Linked DNA regions of Sus scrofa: region 1 is linked to region 2. Evidence: chromatin contacts called from public HiChIP or PLAC-seq data. All regions are on one chromosome and are shown on one strand. The core of a region is the stretch at or near the end of the contact, and the rest is flanking DNA. Distances in the headings are between cores, read along the strand shown. Region 1 holds the start of RALY (RNA-binding protein Raly). Region 2 holds the start of CHMP4B (charged multivesicular body protein 4b).

Region 1 (3,420 bases), core at 557-3,056, 160 kb before region 2:
TAGAGCCACTTTCTGCTCCCTCTCCCCTACACTATTAGATTTTATAGTGTTAAATCTAAACACTATAGAGGACAAGCAAGGTTTGGTGGGGAGGAACATGCCACAAACAAAATAAAGGACGCAGCTCACTGCTTTAAACGGCTTAGGCCTTCCTTGAACCAAACCCCCAGGGAACTTCGGCGCTTGAGATCTGGAGTCGTTAGCATCCATCAAGTTCTAACGGGCAATATTAGCAAGAAATTCATAGCAACTTCCTTTCCCTCTTACCTCCCAAAGATCAAGAATGGCATTTCATCCATAGTGGACACTGGTCTCTCAACTAATGGTGTGACCCAAAGATTAAGTCAAAATCCCTTCTGTAACTGAGAGATTTCACAAGCTCGCACTAAGAAATAAATAACAGGTACTAGCACCACGGCTTTACACTTCTGTGCCTACTAACTGTAAATTGGAACACATTATTTAACCTTTCTGCGCGTGGATTTCTGCTTGTGTAAATGGGGATAACCCCAGAAGGCCATTGTGAGCATTCAATGAAATAAGACTTAGGAAGTTCCCGAGTCAAGTCCATTAAATGTTACCTGTTGGTAGTAAACACTTCCCTCAAATATCTGTTCTCTCCCTGAATCCACAATCACCCTGCGAAGCGACTTTCTTTCTCCTTTTGCACTGAGAAGCGAACTGAGGCCAAAAGGCTGCGTGCGTGAGGTGCGGAACACGGCCCCGGTCTTGGGCCTGCTGTTGTTCCTCCACAAGCCCTGGGTGTGCAACGAGCCCAGGACCGAGGAGGCGCTCAGGCCCGTGGGGAGCGAGGCGGGACCAGTTTTGCGCGCCTCCGGGAGCCCGCAAACCTTGCCCGAGAGGGAGAACCGGAAGAAGCTCGCGGCCGGAGCCAGAGCCCGGCCCGCCCAAGGCCTCCCCAGCGCGGCCTCCGCTCCCCCCTCCTCCCCTCGCCGGGCGGGGCGGGGCGCGAGCACAAAAGACTCCAACTTCCAAGCGGGCGCCGGCCCACCCCGCCAACTCCTGGCCCAGGCCCGGCCCGCGGGGAGATGGCGGGGAGGGAACGCCAGGGCAGCCGGGAGCGGGCGCGGGCGGGCCGGCGACCCGGGGCGGCGAGCCCGGGTGGAGGGAAGGTGCGGGGGGAGGGGGCCGGGAGTTACTCGGGCTCCCGGGACTCCCCGAATGGCCGAGAAAAGAGTTTCTAAAAATAGGCGACGGCCCGCGCCAGGAGGTAGGTGACCAAAAAGGAATAAGGAGCACCCCCTCCCCGCACCTTTAAGAAGACGCCCGCGGCCCCCACTCACCCGCGCACGGAGGTCTGGAGGAAGCCGCGCGGCGCTGAAGGAGGCGGTACCGCCGCACTCGGGGGCGGGAAGGAAGGAGGGAGAAGGCGGCCCCGGCCGCGGCGTGAGGAGCTGAGCACAGGCACGCGAATCGCCGCTGCCGCTACCGCCCCCTCAGCTTCTCTCTGCTCAGCCCACCCCGCAGCCGCGCTGCTCGCGCGCCCCGCCGCACTGACAGCCGCGCGAGCCCCGCAGCCGCGAGTCCTTCCCTCGGCCAGCACCACTGAGGCGCGCGGGGGTAGGGGAGCACGGAGCGGGCTCCGCGCCGCCCGCCGCTCCGGCCGTGGCCCAGTCGCCCTCTTCCCCCGCCTCTGTCTCCAAAGGGCACGGCGACTCAAGCGCGAGGAGTCCGTAGCGTCGCCCTGACACAGCCCGGCCCCCCACGCGCAAGGGCTCGTCCCACCTCTCCAGTCTAGCTTTGGAAAGGTCCAGAGCTTCGGCGGGGAGAAAAGGAAGGCGGGGCCAGGGCGGGGCTTGATGGGGAGGAGGGACAGAGATGGGAGGTTGGGGAGGCGGAGCTAGGGCGGAGAGAGACTTGCTTAAACCAGTATGAAGCGGAAGGCGGGGCAGGGCGGAGAGGGTGATGATGCCAGAGAGCAGAGACGCGCGACACAGGTATGGAAGACAGTGGAGGCCTCGCAGAGTGGAGAACCCGGGCAGTGTGTGAGAGGAGGGGTGTGGGCGGGGCTAAATGGAGGTTTGCCCAAAGGAGACGTCAAGGGTGGAGGGAGGCCCGGCGAGTCTGGGGGAGGAGAGGCTCTTAGAGGAGGGGTCTGGAGGCGGGGTTGAAAGAAACCCAGTACCCGAGGAAAGATTGAAGCCGGGCAGAAGGAGGCGGGCCCGGAAGCCGAGCCGGGAGAAGGGGCCCAAAGGTGGCCACTCTGGGAAGGAGCCGGAAGGAGGCGGGACCGAAAGGGTGACCGGGGGTGTGTGTAGGGCTGGGACTGGAGGTGGGCGGGGCCTGAAGACGCGGCCCAAACAAGTTGGCGGTGGGCAGTGCTCGAGGGATGCGGAAGAGAAGTAGGAAGGAAGGCAAGGTCCTTTCACTTACAGGGAACCTGGTGTGTGCACTGGGCGAGGATCCACGCTGCCAGTTGGGTCTGGGAGAAGACACTGTCATGAGGACGTGTCTGGGGAGGACCTGAAAAAAGGTTAAATTCAAATAACTTTACCCTTTTGGAAATTTTTTGTAACTTGATGTGGGTCTGGATGTGTGTCCTCCCTCCTAAATATTTCTCCTGTGAGAACTCTCACCTAGATCCGTGTTCTAGCCTCCACTGTGAGGACAGTAAGACCTTCAGCCCTCAGCTATAGACTTGCATTGTCCGGCCTATTATTGTATTTTTCCCATCACATCCCCCAAAACCTGCCTAGGAGACGGGATTTCCCCAGCACTGGACACAGTTTGAAATTAATCCTGCCCAGACCAGCCATTATAGCTACACTTGTGTAGTTTGATAACCTCTGACTCTTCCCTTGAAAAGGAAGAGAAATCAAATTAGAGTTGATGACAACTAAGACCAAGACCAGGAATGTTCTCCCCCCACCTCTTCTAACTTCTGGTTCCTTCTTATGCCTTACATCTCTGATTAAAATCACCTCCTCAGGAGTTCCCGTCGTGGCGCAGTGGTTAACGAATCTGACTAGGAACCATGAGGTTGCGGGTTCGGTCCCTGCCCTTGCTCAGTGGGTTAACGATCCGGCGTTGCCGTGAGCTGTGGTGTAGGTCGCAGAAGCGGCTCGGATCCCCCGTTGCTGTGGCTCTGGCGTAAGCCGGTGGCTACAGCTCCGATTCAACCCCTAGCCTGGGAACCTCCATATGCCGCGGGAGCCCCCTAGCCTGGGAACCTCCATATGCCGCGGGAGCGGCCCAAGAAATAGCAACAACAACAACAACAAAAAAGACAAAAAGACAAAAAAAAAAAAAAAAAATCACCTCCTCAGAGGCCTTCCCTGAACACCCAGCTTATAAGATATTTGGTCTCTTGTTCATTTCCTTTATGGTATTTCTTTTCCTTTTTTTCTTTTTTGCCATGCTCATGGCATGAAGAAATTCCTGGGCCAGGGATTGAACCCA
Region 2 (3,454 bases), core at 14-2,513:
CTCTCACATTGCCGTAACAACGAGAAAAATCAAATATTTCTAAACTGCTTTATCGTTATTAACACTTTTTCACCTAAGAATACAAAGCACTTGCCCAGAAAGCCATACAACAGGAAGTGCCTCAGAGTTCCTTATCCCCGCCCTCAATCACAGAAGTAGGGACTGGGGGAGGAGTCGGGGCCAACGGAGGAATGGAATCCTTATTTCTGGTACACCGGGATCAGGAAGCCGTGAGTCACCGCGTGAAGGCTTGCGCTACGTGAAACTCTGATAAAACCTGGTTATGAGGAAACCAGAGGTGAATCACAGAGCTGGAAGGCACTTTAGGCCCCATGGAGGTCAAACCCTGGCTGATGGATGGGAGAAATGAACCTCAAGAGGAAAAGTAACTTGCTCAAGTTCATTCAGCAAGTGAACAGGGGACCTCCTCTCCTCCCAGTTCCTTTTTCTCTCCATTCAGGAGGCTTCTAAAGGAGAATTCTGAGTCAGGGGGATGGGGAGAGAGGCCAGGGACAGCTCATGGATTCCCCAGAGGGGTTGGCAGAGGGTAGGAGTGGGACAGGAAGGACACAAGTGTTAGAATGGAGGGCAGAAAGGAGACAAGAAGGAGGCGGCGGCAGTATCTGGGAAGCTGGGTGAGGACAGACCAGAGGGAGGGGGAAATGTGGAGGAGAAAGGAACAGAGTGAGGACGAAGGAAGTGCTGTGAAACGAGGGTCTGAAAGGGCCTGGCAGAGTGGGGAGAGCCTGGGAGAAGAGGGCTGGAATGACAGTCTAATGAAGAAGTCCAGGGGGCGACACTGAAGGGAGTCTGACCGGGTAAGAGGTCCAGGATCCGAGCAAACACTAGCGCGAGTCTGGCGAAGGTGGAGTCCAGGCCAGGGAAGTCTGAGGGGGCCGGGCCAACTCACCGCGCTTGTTTTTAGTGCCGTGCTTCTTGGCGGCCGTCAGTTCCTGTTCGATCTTCTTCTCCAGGAATTCCTGTTTCTTACTTAGCATCTCCTCTGTGTCCCGCAGTCTCTGGATGGCCTCCTGGGGGGTCGGGCCGCCCTTGCCGGCCTTACCCCCTCCAGCCCCGAACAGCTTCCCAAACACCGACATGGTTGCTGCTCGCCGCGCCGGCCTGCGCCGCCCGCTTCGGCTCGGCTCGGCTCGGTTCCGGCGCCTGCTCCCAGCCCTGCTGCTCCCTGCCGCCGCAGGCCTCTTCGCCACCTCCGCCCCGCAGCTGGGCCCGGCCGAGCCACCTCCCACAGGCCCCCACGCCCGGCCCGGCCGGCGTCAGGGAAACACGCCGTGGACTACAACTCCCGAAGGGCAACGCGCGGGCCATGCCTCAAATTTAATGGAAGGAGGTGCGCTGCATGCTGGGAGACTGTAGTCTTCCGGCTTCAGGAGCTCTACGACGCATTTTTTTGGTCTAGCTAGAGTCAAAGGGCGAGATGGCATGCTGGGAAATGTAGTCTTCTTGGAACCAGCTCTGTAGAGGTAGAACAGGAAATGAGTAGTTTATAAAACAGTAATTAACGTTATGCACATTCTGTGATCCAGGCATTGTGAAAAATGCTTTACATTCATTATTACATTAAATTCTCACACGCCTATGAGAGATAATACTGTTAATTTTGTAGGTGAGTAACCAAGACTCAGAAATTGAGGGACTGATTAGCTTAACTTAGACGTATCTTCGCATATGCTGTTCCTCTACCTGCAGTGCCTTTCTACTCTTTATTCACCTAACAGGTTCTTCGAAACCTAGTAGAGGCTTAAGGCAAAGCTAGACTGCAAATGTTCAAAACTCACCTTGAATACTTACTTAGGCGCGTTACTTGCCCTATTCTCCGTACTTGCCTTTTCAAAACTGTAAACTGGAGATAACAACAGGACCACCTACAAGCCTGTGTGAGATAGGAATGTCAAGTGCTTATTTGGCATAGGCCTGGGTCATCATTATGCACAACAGCAATTAAACCAGGAGAAGACTCAAAACTTTCTTTTTTTCTTTTTTTTTTTTTTTTTTTTTTTTTTTTTTTTTGTCTTTTTTTGTCTTTCTAGGGCCTCACCCGAGGCACATGTAGGTTCCTAGGCTAGTGGTAGATTCGGAGCAGCAGCTGCCAGCCTAAACCACAGCCACAGCAATGCCAGGTCCCAGCCATGTCTGCGACCTACACCACAGCTCGAGGCAACGCTAGATCCTTAACCCACTGAGTGAGGCCAGGGATCAGACCCGCGTCCTCATGGATACTAGTCAGATTCGTTTCTGCTGAGTCACGACAGGAACTCCAGAATTTTCAAAAGTAGCAGAGGTATTTAGGATTTTCATGTGTATGTAGCTGCATTACACGACATTGTTTTTCCTTGTCTATTGCTGTCAAGAATCACTTCTCCATCCATTAGCAATGAGGCTGTAATAGCCAATACTTCCCCCAAGCCCACCAATCTAATTTGCCACTTCCAATCTTTTGCATATGTTAGTCTTGTATGAAAACAAAAAGTAAACCTGTTCTGAGTGACGATGTGAAGTGCTCTTCAATGAAGAAAATCATGGCTTCTTTTTTATTCCTTCCTGGACTCTCTTGCTTAGAAACAGTTTCAAATAAATGAGCCTAACTGAACTTTTCCTCTGTTATTTCACATAACCGAGTCTTGTCTCTTCCCTAGATTATTATCTACATGAAGACAAAAACATGCCTCAGATATTGTCATTGTTGTTGGAATCTGCCACAACACCTGCCTGCACAGACAGGTAACCATTCCCAGGGGATGGGAGAATCCACTTCACCCAACTTTCCAGTTGGAAGAAATTATGTGAGAGACGTGCTAGAACTGTCAAGAATTCACATCAGCATAAATTATGACACATAAGTCACACTTGTGTTTGTTTTATAAATGAGACATTGCAATGTTTTATCAAAATGAAAAATAAAACCAAGGAGGCTTCCATCAAATCATCTCATGGATACAGCACCTCTTCCACATCTAAGTAATCTGCCCCTCCACTCTTACCTAAGTCATGCTGCAGCCAGGAACACTTGCCGGGTTTGGGCCGTGCCCCAAAGAATATACGAACTGGCAGATTCCCTCACAACCAGTCTTGTATTGATGTGGAGTAAACCATGGATGATAGCAGAGCCCCTCATGCCATAACTCTGGGAGGCCAGAAAAACATCTTCGGGATATAATAGCAGACACTCAGATTTAATCTTGAGTATCAACCCCAATCAGTTGGTGTGGGTCACTTAGATTATTGGGTTGAGAAGAATTCTGAGTTCTCACCAGGACATCTTGTAAAAGTGTGCTGAGATCAATTCATGATGTCTGCCTAGCGTGAGGGGTAGGAGATGGTGACCCACGGGCAAGGCAGCTGCCATCCTGGCTGAGGATTCGGCTGCTTTGGTGGGGATTCACAGGGTGTGTTGGCTCAACACTGGAGAGCCCTAGGCTTCCTTGACCTTCAT

The links. HiChIP or PLAC-seq counts read pairs in DNA pulled down with a chosen protein or histone mark.
Region 1: a contact with region 2 is called in an H3K27ac HiChIP or PLAC-seq map of skeletal muscle. The contact joins the promoter of RALY here to the promoter of CHMP4B in region 2. A contact is called at or near these places in 2 of 5 promoter capture datasets (fetal liver and liver), 5 of 47 Hi-C or Micro-C datasets (brain, embryonic fibroblasts, heart right ventricle and 2 more) and 2 of 2 datasets of contacts at active chromatin or transcription factors (alveolar macrophages and skeletal muscle).

What each region holds. Positions count from the first base shown.
Region 1 is chr17:37,446,213-37,449,632 of Sscrofa11.1, reverse strand. It overlaps RALY (RNA-binding protein Raly), which reads right to left and starts at 1,806. Exons shown (of 10, transcript XM_001929104.6): 1 at 1,305-1,806.
Region 2 is chr17:37,283,231-37,286,684 of Sscrofa11.1, reverse strand. CHMP4B (charged multivesicular body protein 4b) reads right to left here and starts at 1,263. Exons shown (of 5, transcript XM_003134402.6): 1 at 911-1,263. The coding sequence starts at 1,100.